Regions from separate parts of the Mus musculus genome. Here all the other regions are linked to region 3. The links are chromatin contacts, called in public promoter capture Hi-C maps. All regions are on one chromosome and are shown on one strand. The core of a region is the stretch at or near the end of the contact, and the rest is flanking DNA. Distances in the headings are between cores, read along the strand shown. Region 1 holds the start of Selenok (selenoprotein K). Region 2 holds the start of Mapk8 (mitogen-activated protein kinase 8). Region 3 holds the start of Ankrd28 (ankyrin repeat domain 28). Region 4 holds the start of Dcp1a (decapping mRNA 1A).

Region 1 (3,087 bases), core at 15-2,514, 1.9 Mb before region 3:
AGGGCCTGGATTTTAGAATCCCCAGCAGTCATGTAAAAGCCAACAGTGGTTGCACACAACTCAGACCTATCCTGGAGGATGAGACAGGCAGATGGCCAGAGCTCCCTAGCCAGTCCAATAAGGTGGAAAACACCCAACTCTCCCTTTCTGTACTGACTGCACACCTCATTCCTCCCTTCCCCTCTCCTCACCCCCACTCCCCGCACCACAAAGGAAACACAACAGGGGCAGCAAGGAATTTTCTTCAAACTTACTGGATGCCCAAGACCTGCCTTCTAACGCATATGTCACGTCTACAATGCTGACAAGCAGAGGAAATTGTCATTCTGAAGTTCATTTGATTTTCCCTAGTTGTGTCTCTACAGCTATTAAAAATGCCACTTCTTAGCTGGGTGTTGGTTACACCTTTAGTCCCAGCACTTGGGAGGCAAGAGACAGGTGGATCTCTGAGTTCAAGAACAGCCTGCTCTACAGAGCTAGTTACAGGGCAGCCAGGGCTACACAGAAAAACAGTCTCGAAAAATAACAAATTCCACTTCTTGAACTTATACAGATCCACCTGCCTATGCCACATGAGTACTGGTATAGGCCTGGTCTACAAAGTGAGTTCAAGGGCAGCCTGGGATACACAGATCCCAAATCAAAAACAAACAAAAACAAGACAAAAGACAAAAACAAAAACCAGCTGGGTGTGGTGAGGCTTGTCTTTCATCCCTGCGCTACGGAGGCAGAGGCAGGCAGATCTTTGCGTTTAGGGCCAGCCTCGTCTACAATGTGAGCTCAGAGCCAGGAATACAGTGTGAGTCCTGTTTCAAAAAAGCAAAACAAATAAACTGAGAGCAGAAATAACCGGCTTAAAGGGAATACGGTCCAGAGGGACTTAAAAGTGAGTTCAGCAAAACCTGATGGTTAAAGCTCTTCATGTCCCAGACACCGCCTCAGAGCCTCTCCCTGCCACTCCAAAAGACAGCAACACATCTGGAAAGCTGAGGAACGTTCCGCCCTCCAAGCCCTTCGAGCCACCTCGGACCCGAACCCTGCGCGTGTCTGCCAACTAGCAAGCAACTTCCGGTCGGCAGTGCTGTGGCCTCAAAGACTCTCGGTCAAACCGGAACCAAGTGAGGGGGGTGGGGAAAAGGACCCTCAAACAATGTTTCTCCTAGACGTCATATCCGGTCTCCTGACTCAGGCAGTATCCACGCCAGCGGAAGTTACTTGTGTGACTGGGCGGAACCTCTAGTCAGGAGTGGTCTCCCAGCAGCCAATGGGCTCGACCCACCTCTAGCCTGACTTGGGTCTGTCAGTGGCCTGTGACGTACAGGGCGGGGCGGGAGGCTAGGTACGGCGACAACAGGGGCGTCCGGTCTTCTCTGTCGCTAGGAAGCAGGCAACCGGAGGGAAGATGGTTTACATCTCGAATGGTGAGTGAGAGCCTTACCCTGGGCCGCTTCTGTCCTGACTCGCCGGGTCCTGAGCTTGGGGCGGCCTCCCCCACACCAGTGGCCGGAAGGAGTGGGAAGCGGAGGCGGTGGGAGCCGAGGCGCAGCCCAGAAGGTCCCCGGGTGCCGCTGGGGGACCCTGAAGCCTCCTGGTACAGCCAATTTTCCGATTGTGGGTTTGCGATAGTGATCCCGGGCGCGGGTGTCCTTAACCCGGGAATGACAGAGACGCTAACCCGGTCCGGATACAACGCGCTTTTGTTTGGGCCGCTAGAGCCGCGTTCTTTGCCTAGCATCTCTTTCATCCTTGTAACTGTTCTATTCAGATGGTGTATTTCTATCCCTGTTTTTCGGATGCAGACTGAGACATAGATTGACTAGCTCGCTAAAGATCACAAAGGCAATATGAAATTTAGGTTAAATTGAACTCAGGTTGGCTCCAGTATTACCTACCATACTGCCTCTATAATGCGTACAATAATGATGGCGATGGTGGTGATGCAGGACTAGCAAGAATATGAAAAAAATAAATAAAATCTGGAGACAGGGTCTCACTTTGTAGTTTTATCTGCCCTGTAACTCACTGTGTACGCTAAGGTGGCCACTAACTCCCAAAGATCCTCCTGCCTCTGACTCCGGAGTAGTGGGATTAAATTAAAGGCAAGCACCACCACGCCAGGCAATACAAAAGTTGTGACAGATTTTTCTCCCCTAAAAGTGTAGCTAGTCCTAAGCCCAAGACTTTACCCAGTTTGAAAGAACTTGGGAAGCAAGTCTCCAATTACTGGAAAAGAAAAAAATACAGCCTGAGAAGGTCGTATCAGTGCCAGAACCATCTGCCCACCTGTGTGACTTAGGTGAGACTCCTTGGCGCATTTCTACAAGACTCTCTTGGGGCCCTGGAAATAGGTGTGGTTGTATCAGATTCATCTCTGTATCTCTAGAGAGTAGGGCGATTAGCAGAAGTCTTAGGGCTGAGAGCACTTTGAATTTCTCGGCTTTTTTCAGGATTTCACCTCCTGATTACAAAGCTTTGGGATAGGTGGTGTGATGGGCACTACAGGAAGCATCATCATTCCATCTTCAGTTTCGAGCGCTCGCAGATTCTGTTATTTGCAATTTAGGTCACTAGCTCATACAGCTATGCACTCAAAAGTGATCAGTGTTCTTCTGCTGCATCCATCTCGCCACTAAAATGTCATGTGCATTTTACCAGTGAGAAGGAGATGGCAAAGAGATGCCTAGAATGAGTTCGCCTCCGAGAATTACATACTGAAAGTAGACATCTATCGAAGGAGTGAACGCTAGATCCCAGAGTTTGACTGCACTCACAGTGGACCTCTGATGTTGACTGGCTTGAAGAAGCCAACAAGTCAAAAGCTGAGCTCATTGGTGTTGCTCCGCTGATTAAAGGCAGCGCCGAGTTGTGGACTTGTGGCACTTACCTCAGTTTCTTTCTTTAATTCTGTAGGTCAGGTGTTGGACAGCAGGAATCAGTCCCCATGGAGAGTGTCTTTCCTAACAGACTTCTTCTGGGGAATAGCAGAATTCGTGGTTTTCTTGTAAGTATAAAAGCATTTCTTTAATTGAGACCAAGTGTTGCTATTTAGTCTCATAGCTGGTTTAGTGTTATAGAGAGTCTAAGCTG
Region 2 (2,884 bases), core at 12-2,511, 1.6 Mb after region 3:
GTCTTTCAATCAACCCAATGAGTATGACTTCCATGCTTGGTGATGGGGAAATGATGCAAAATAGGCCTCTAAGTACCATTTTGATTACTTCGTCAGACACAGAAGTAAACCTTCCAAGTTTAACAGCCTCAATAAGAGAACTGAAGTAACCATTACCAATGATACGAAAATTGACAAGGGGGGGGTGGGATTTAAGAATAAAGGTAGTATATTTAAGCCAAACCTGGATATTCTTCCTAACACTATCCTTGGAAGTTCCAGTCAAATGAGCCAAATACCTTACTTAACATACATCCCTTACATAATCGTCTCATTTAAAGGCACATCTATTCTGTTCCATACTACCCTAATTTTTAAGGGTCTTTCTCTTGGCCTTCACATCTTCTCCACCTGGATACAGCACTAACTGTTGCCAAATGAATGAATGAAATAAACATGTTCTAACTGACCAGGTACTTGGTGGAAGCTGATCTCAAAACACAATAGACCGGCAGACCAGAATTCTACTGAAAAGATCACTTAATTTCAGAAGTAAAAATAGAAACTACCGGACACTGTGCAGTCAACATGATATTAAATTCCCGGTGGGATGGGAAACTTTCGGGAATAACAATGTAATGCGTTCCTTACGGTACTTTACAATGGACTTGGTTCTACCTTGTCTGGACTAGGAACCCAAGCGCAAGACAAAGGGACAGCGGCGGGGGAAAGTCAAAAGGTCAGCGGCAGGCGCCCCTCTCAAGGCGCGGCCCGCAGGCCGGCGCGCTCGCGGCCACCCGGCTCTTCTCGGCGTCGCGGCACTCACGTCCGCACAAAGAAACCGCCCACAGTCAAAACACGCTCCCCGTGGGTGCGGGAGACGTATGCACGGTCGCGTCGGCCCGACCTCCGCGGGAGCACCTCCGAACTTGCCGCCCACCCGCTCCATTTCCCCCCGCGCGACGTGGAAGCCGGCCGGAGCGGTGAAGCCAGGTCGCGCGGAGTGGACCACGCCCCCCGCTGCCCCCGCCGCCCGCGCTATTGTTCCCGCGCCGCCCCCGCCCCGCGCGCGTTCCCGGGAGGGGGTCACGGCCGGGGAAAAGCGGCGGCCGCCCGAGCCGCGGCGCCCGCGCACTCACCCGGCAGTGCAGCCAACGGCGACCTGGAAGCCCGTAGCGGAGAACGGCGCCGTCCTGCGGTGGCCGCGGCCGCTACTCAATCCTGTTCGCGGCTCCGCGTTTCGGCCGCAACGTCCGGCCTCGGCCGCTCCGCTGACTAACAGAGACGCGGGCCGTCAACGCGCACGCCCGCCCACGTCATCGCGCAGGGCCCCGCCTCCGCGCCGGCGAGCGGCCTAGGGGCGGGCCAGCCCCGGGGGCCCGGATTACGAGGGCGTGGCCCCGCGACTTGGGCGTGGCTACACTGGGGGGCGGGCTGCAGTAGCGGAGGTTTTCCCCTGAGGGCGGGGCCGCGAGCAGCGTCTGGGCGGCCGCGTGTGAGGGGCGGGGCCGGGAGCAGCAGGGGGCGGGTCTGCGATGGCACGTGGCGGCGCGTGGCGGCGAAACACCAGTCATAGCTTAAGCCTGCATGGTTGCTAGCCTCGCGGGGAGGAGGGGTTAGTGTTTGAAGGTCAGGCACGCGTGCCAGGGCACACACCTGAACCACGGAGAGTCCTGGTTTGACAGATACTCTTCAAGGGCCTACCACCCACCAAGGAGTAGATGTTCTCTAGCTCCCTGGAAGAAGTTACCTCCTTTTACCCCCCAAACCCTCCTGCTCCAGATTTTTTGCCTTACCTGATTTACCTGCAAGTCCTTGCGGCTCTCGCAAATATTAACTATTCACGGATAAACTGACGAGCCTCGACAATGGATGGAAAGGTATTTAAATCACTATCATTCATGAGGCAAAATATATTTAGCACTTTAAAGAGTTCAAAGGCATTCTCGCCAACAACGGAGAATATCACTAAGAGAAAGAAGCAACACATACATATAGAATGATTCTACGTTTATATAAAATATATTACATGCACAGTATATTAAACTTGGAAAAAAAGTATGACAATTGCTTTGACAGTAGGAAATAAAGGGCAGTCTCTCTTACACCTGTGTAGTATACTGTGATTTCCAAAATATACAAATATGTATTGAGTAAATTCAGGTAGACTGTTCCCATTACATGTTAAAATGGTCTTTCTCCAGGGATGCTATCATGAAGCAAATGTGAGCACTCATTCATTTATTCTCCCCCCATTTTATCTCTCAGCAATTTTTTAATTTTAATTTCTTATTTCTCCAGTAAATATTTTATTGCTTGCCTATTCTCTTAAAGGCAGTGTACTAGCACTAGCAATAAGTAGAACTTATAGAGAATTCTTGTGGTATCAAGATAATAAACTATACACCAAATCAAATCGACACTAAAATGCAAATTAAGGACACATCCAACTATGAAAGGAACCAATGTATTAATAAGGCCAGGAAAGCCTTCTCTAAGGAGCTGCCTCCTAATTTGAGAACAGGTTTGACCAGGGATTATGTCCGAGTTAACTTGATGTGCGAACAAGGAGTTCCAGAACGGGGTAGACTGGGAAAACTGAAGACAGGCCAGCTCTATTGGGACACCAAAGAAGACATTGCAAAATGAGAAGACTGATAAAAACAAAATCCTGTGTTGGAGGTGTTTTTATTACAGGTGTAATGGGAAGGCCCTGGTATGTCTTCAGCAGTGGAGAGCATGATTGTACTGACATCTTGACAAAAAACAAACAAACAAACCTCTTATCACAGAATGCTTTTCTTGATCTCTCAAGGTGGGCCTCTTCTCCCTCTACAATTCTTACTAAAAACTTTCTTCTCTTCCAGAGTATGTTTCTACTTATAGTTCATAGGTCAAAGGTACT
Region 3 (2,800 bases), core at 172-2,671:
AACTACATATGAATTAGATGATCTGGGCTTGAACTCTGCTTGTTATTAACAGATTTTTTTGTTTTTTCCTGACAACTTTGTGCAATGAAAGGTTTTGCTACCTGTGGCTGGTGAGCACTTTTGAAAAGTGTGCTTTTGACTAGCACAACTGAGAAACTGTGCTTTCTTAATTTTAATCAACTCAAAGATTCTATGTGTAGCTAATGGAACATGTTGAACAGTAAAGTTATTCACAGATTTTGAAATACAAACTTATCAACCAGAGTTTTTCAAAGTATCATGCCCTATTGTTAATATCAGCTAAAATTCTGCTGATACCAAATGATACTAAAAGTCAGCATTCAGCCTAAGTAGAATATTCACTTTTTAAGTGAGAATTGACATTAGCTAGACTCAGAACTTAAGTTTTAATTGGTAGAAAATGACATAAAACATTAAGTTTTTCCCTATCGTTTTTGTTAAGCTTGTGCCCACTTTCTGATTGGTTTCCCTTCAAATCTGTTCAGTATCTCCTATTCAGAAAAACAATGGCAAAAGGGGTACTCAAGCATTAATAGGTTCCCGCGACTCCGTAAAATCCACTCGTTACTTTCCCTTTTCTTTAAAAGAGACAAACACTGGGGAGCGTCTGGTAATTCACCTTCTCGCCTTTTTAAAAGGGTAACAAGCGTTCATTCAGACATAGTTGCGATTTCATTGGTAGATACAGAGTTATTTTTCCCAGCCCACAGTGTACTGCAGTCTTCTGAGCACTTCAGGTGTTCTTTGACAAGCTCTTCCTAAGTCAGGAAAACTAAACCAAGATGGTGCAGAATATGCCAAGAGAAAACCAGCCTGGGAATATGCACCGTAACAACCAGTCCCCAGCAGAATCCATCGGCACCGGTGGGTTTGCTTTCGACCGCCACTACCTCTCCGCAGAGACGGTGCGGTGGACCGTGAACCGCCCCGCGAAGCGAACCCGAGGGCAAGGTCGTGACCCCAGGTCACGGCCGCCGCCTGCCCCGCTCCGACTCCGCACCGCAAAGCCACCTGTTAGGCCCGAGCCTCACCTGGCAGGAAAGAGGAGGCGCCTACCCGGCAGCGCGCCGGACGCGAGGGCGGCGAGCGCAGAACCCGCCCCTGTGGCGGCGGCCGCGATCCCCCGGCGGCACGTGGGTTTCTCGGAGCTGGGGCTGCACTGACAGGCGGACGGCCCGCACGGCTGCCGACCCGGGACACCCTCTTCCCTCGCTGCCACCGCGCCGACAGGGCGCCCGGGCGGCCCACGCCGCTGGTCCACCCTCCTCCGACTCCTCGGTGGCGCGATCCCGCCCCGCCGCCCCTCACCTACCTGGTCGCGGAGTTTGAGGAACGCCATGGCGGTCGCCGCTGTTCGGCCACTACCCGCGCCCGGCGGGTAGGTGGCCGGCTACGTTGAAGAGAGCGCGGGCAGGGGGCGGCGCCGCCTCCCCGGCCGCCCGCCGCCGCCGCCGCCGCGAAGAGCCCCGCCGGTCCCGCCTCCTCCAAGGACTCCCGCCCTCTTTCTTCCGTCCTTTCTCTCGCTCTCTCCCTCTAGCTCTCAGCCACCTCCCACACGCAGCCGCCGCCTTCGCCGCCGCCTCACACCCCCTTCCCGAAATACCCCAGCAGCCCCCGCCGCCGCGCCGCTCCAGCCCGCGGCCGCGGCGGCATCCAAACTCCACTCCACAATATTACCACCACCGCCCGCCGCGATTGGCGGCCGCGCGGGGGAGAGGCCAGAGTAAGCCGAGCGCCCATTGGCCACGCCACCGCGCTCGCTCGCTCCCGGGCTCCGCCTCTCCGCGGAGGGAGGGGCGGGGCACAGGAAGCGGCGGCGCGCGGAGCGGGCGGGCCAGGTGGCGGGGCGTCTGGGCGCGCGCCCCGGGCGCGGTGGGCGGAGCCCGGACTGGAGGTGGGGAGGGACGGAAACTGGGTACCGGGTAACGGCCCGGGATGGCACGTGGAGGTGGCGTGCACAAGCTCAGCTCAGTCAGGTGCGGAGAAGGCAGCCGGAGCCGGTGCGAGCCAGGGAGACCTCCGGGCCGATGCTGCTTTCAACAGAGTAGCGAGGGCAGCGGGGAACCGGACTCGCACGTGGAGCGAGAGTGAGAATGTCTCCGCGGGCTTTGGGGGAGACGTGGTCACCGGGGGACTGCTGGCACGCGAGACTGAAGGGTGTGGTCTTCATAGCCTGAACAGGTTGTGACCGCGGAACATTTCTCTCCAAAGCGCCCCTTTCAATCTTGCATGTGTTTTTTTTCCCCCTTTCTTCTTTATCATCAAAAGGGTTTTTGCCTCCCACTTGAAAGAAATCAATTTTTTCAAAAAGATGTGCAGGATTTTCAATAAATAGCATCCTTGGATGGAGAAGAGGAATGACTCCCTCGCCCTGGCACACACACCCACGCCAACCCACAGCTCAGAAAAGGCTTTTCTTTCTTAGGCAGCCGCACACTGTTACCATTCCAGGCTTGTGTGGGAGAAGATTGTTGTTCTCCTGTGTCTGTCAGCCTGGGCGGCTCCAGCCCCTGATTAATAAAAGGTACAGATGGTTAGAACACAAACGTGAGATATCGGGTTGGTTTAAAAAACAAAACCAAACCTCATCTTTTCCCTGCATTGGTGTGTCTCTTGGGACAGACTTTATTTAGAGAATCGATTTGAGCCTAATGGCAGTCTAGAAAAATGGGGATCAGTGCCAGGACTGTCAGTTTATTATAATGCTATTATTAAAAACAACTCTTTAGCCCCATAAGAACAGAAAATATCAAAGTGCAAGATCAAATGCACTAAGAGC
Region 4 (2,913 bases), core at 312-2,811, 1.4 Mb before region 3:
AGGGGAGGAAGGGAATGAGAGATATTTGGGGAGGAGGGAATAAAGGACTGCCTCTGGATGTCGAGGCAGAAGTGGCCCACAGGCAAACGGCAGTTAATAAAGGTAAAAGGGGAAACCCCACAGTAGGATGTGTTTAATTTTAATTGGGCACATTAATTAGGTGAACTAAAGGGGGCTTTTGATTGCTGGACTTCAATACTTTTATAGCTGGACTTTGGTAGTCGGCCTCAGGAGAAAGAAGTGGCTAAATTAGGGACTAGACCTTGGTGGCTAGTGTTAGGAATAAAATCTAACAGTTTTTAGCAAGGCAGAGGGAAAAGGGGAGAAGAGCAAGGTCTGCCAGAACCTTGCCTGCCATGCTGGAACTGGTAGTGAGGTTCCTTCACTACCTTTCCTGGCTCAGATGGCAATAAGGACGCCACCCTCTGGAATTCAAAGAGAGACATCTATCATGGGGCTGTTTGCTTGCGTTTAGTTTCTCCTAGAGCCAAAAGAGTTGGAAGCTCGGAGCTGGCAACCACTCAATAAGATCAGTGAGTGTGTACAGAAGTGAAGGGTGAATAACCGATAGGCGGCTGTTCCAGCTTTTGTAGTTGCTTCACACGCGGTTCTGTCAAGAATGTAAAGTTTGCCCTTCCATTAGTATGTAAAACCACAAGCAACACAAATATGTGGGGGTACTTTGAGAAAATGTAAAGTTTATCCTTTCAAAAATGTTCATTTGTGCTGAGATGTCTTCAATAAAGAGAAACGATGGTTTTTAAAGCAACTCAATGAAAACAGCCTGAGCACTTTGCTTTACCTCTTAGTACTTCCTGATCCCTTAAAATGCCCAATAAATGTTTTCTTTTTAAAAGAGATCTACTTACTATTTTAAATAATAGACGTCTCTATAGAACAATAGAAATATTTATCTGGGACCCAGATGAGGAAAAAGACGAGCAAAAGAGGGTAGGCCAAGTCTATTGTAGTTCCAGGCAGGCTAGTTTGGCTGCTTTGAAACATTTCTTTCAAAAGTTACCAAACTGTTAAGAGTGAAGGTGCACTCTGAGGTCAGAAGTGACGGACAGCTCCCCTTCCTCATTTGGACTGAGTTTTCTTTTTTCTTTTTTTAAAGATTTATTTATTTTATGTATATGAGTACACTGTAGCTGTACAGATGGTTGTGAGCCACCATGTGGTTGCTGGGATTTGAACTCAGGACCTTTCGGAAGAGCAGTCAGTGCTCTTAAACGCTGAGCCATCTCTCCAGCCAGGTCTGAGTTTTCTAAATGGTACGTGGAGACCTCATGTCCTCAGCAGCAAGCATTTCGATTCTGCGCCGGAACCCGAGTTAGGGACTGCGCTGGGGTGCAGCCTCCCCGGCAGGAGTCAGGTTCATTCAGGGAACCGGTTCACACCCCGCCAGGTGAGAGAGGTCTCCGGACTATCAGCTCACGGCTCCACCGCGCAGGCGCGGGGGCCTGTCTCTTCCGGCAGACGCGGCCCGAAGAAAATCGGAACCAGGGCTCCTGGCGCACAGGAGCAGCGGATGAGATTAGCTGAAGTACCACGCTCGGCAAGGCTGGGCCGGTAGGCGGAAGTGGAGGGCTGACTGAGCTGGGGGAACTTTGCCTGGATGGCACTTTCCTGTTCCACAGTCCGCCCCCGCCGGAGGGGCTCGGCTCTGAGATCCAAGATGGAGTTGTTGAGTCGAGCTGAGCAAGAGATGAGTCTGGCGGCCTTGAAACAACACGACCCCTATATCACCAGCATCGCAGACCTCACGGGCCAGGTCGCCCTGTACACTTTCTGCCCCAAAGCCAACCAGTGGGTGAGTGAGGCCCGGCCGGGGACAAGGCCAGCCTGGCCGCTGCCGCCTCTTAAAGGGACCGCGCAGACAGCTGAGGATTGGGGGTGGGGGAGAGAAGCAGGAGCCCAGGACCGCAAAGGCGAGGCCGGGACCTCTCCCAAAACCGGGTCCGGAGCCAAAGAGGTGACCGGGGCACGCGGAATTGAAAGAATGTAGCGGAAGGAGTAGACCAGAGACAGAGCAGGGAAATCGGATGGAGGAGAGAAACGAGGCAGGATCAGTCTTTTTGGGTCGGTTCTCGGGGCTTGAGGTTGCATTGGTAAAATATGAGACAAGTTAATTTTAACAAGTGAGTGAAAGCCTGTGTTTGAAGACTTTGAGGACTCTTAGATACATGTACTTGATGGAAGAGTCCGCTCCTCTTTCCCTGCCGACCTAAATGTGATGGTTTGGATTTGAAGCTTTAAAAATCAGCTTCAGGAGTTAGACCAGCTTTAGTCGAACTACTCTGTATCTCTGGAATTTGAGGAAAATTTTCAAGGCTACTTCAGTAAGAACTGGATTCCTTGGAGACGTTTGCAAGAAAAAGAGACCAGTGCTAGGACCTTTGATGGCTCCCTTCTTTTGGGATTGTGTGAGTGGCATAGAGTTGCAGAAGTTACTTTGTCTACTCGCAGATTCTAGTTAACCTCAACTCGAAGCACCTGTGTACACGGCCCCTTTTCTTGTGCTCCGTTTTTCCTCATTCACTCATTGGGCTATACAGAGGTTCGGTTTTAGAACATTAAAGCTCAACACCTGCGCTGAAAACCCGAGTTAACGCTGTTGCAGCAAAAGAAAGAATACTAATGTTCGATTTTCTTGTTTATTTCTTGTAGTACAGGAACTCAAACCCAAGACCCCCTGATAGCAGGCAGGCACTGTTCCTCTACCACTGGGCTATATACCCACCCCGAGTTACAATTTCTTAGTCACATTTTCAGTTGTTTATTTTAAAACCCTACCAAATTTGCCTAAGGCAGAGAATGGTTTCTATCCATGATTCTTAACAAAGTTCTGAAAATAATAAATTGTGTTTGGTAACCGCAAAATGTGTAACTTGTGAAAATATTCCTAAATCC

What was found. Promoter capture Hi-C pulls out the DNA fragments that hold promoters and counts their contacts.
Region 1: a promoter capture Hi-C map of pre-B cells shows a contact between it and region 3, with 5 times the contacts expected there. The contact joins the promoter of Selenok here to the promoter of Ankrd28 in region 3. A contact is called at or near these places in 2 of 39 promoter capture datasets (liver and pre-B cells).
Region 2: a contact with region 3 is called in a promoter capture Hi-C map of pre-B cells, with 4 times the contacts expected there. The contact joins the promoter of Mapk8 here to the promoter of Ankrd28 in region 3. A contact is called at or near these places in 1 of 39 promoter capture datasets (pre-B cells) and 2 of 9 other capture datasets (adipose tissue and liver).
Region 4: a promoter capture Hi-C map of pre-B cells shows a contact between it and region 3, with 2.9 times the contacts expected there. The contact joins the promoter of Dcp1a here to the promoter of Ankrd28 in region 3. A contact is called at or near these places in 1 of 39 promoter capture datasets (pre-B cells) and 1 of 9 other capture datasets (liver).

Annotation. Positions count from the first base shown.
Region 1 is chr14:29,967,116-29,970,202 of GRCm38.p6, forward strand. It overlaps Selenok (selenoprotein K), which reads left to right and starts at 1,265. Exons shown (of 5, transcript NM_019979.2): 1 at 1,265-1,421; 2 at 2,911-3,001. The coding sequence starts at 1,403.
Region 2 is chr14:33,445,897-33,448,780 of GRCm38.p6, forward strand. It overlaps Mapk8 (mitogen-activated protein kinase 8), which reads right to left and starts at 1,262. Exons shown (of 12, transcript NM_001310454.1): 1 at 1,119-1,262.
Region 3 is chr14:31,828,994-31,831,793 of GRCm38.p6, forward strand. It overlaps Ankrd28 (ankyrin repeat domain 28), which reads right to left and starts at 1,422. Exons shown (of 28, transcript NM_001024604.2): 1 at 1,334-1,422. The coding sequence starts at 1,360.
Region 4 is chr14:30,478,004-30,480,916 of GRCm38.p6, forward strand. Dcp1a (decapping mRNA 1A) reads left to right here and starts at 1,562. Exons shown (of 10, transcript NM_133761.3): 1 at 1,562-1,813. The coding sequence starts at 1,619. It also overlaps a transcript of Cacna1d not described here.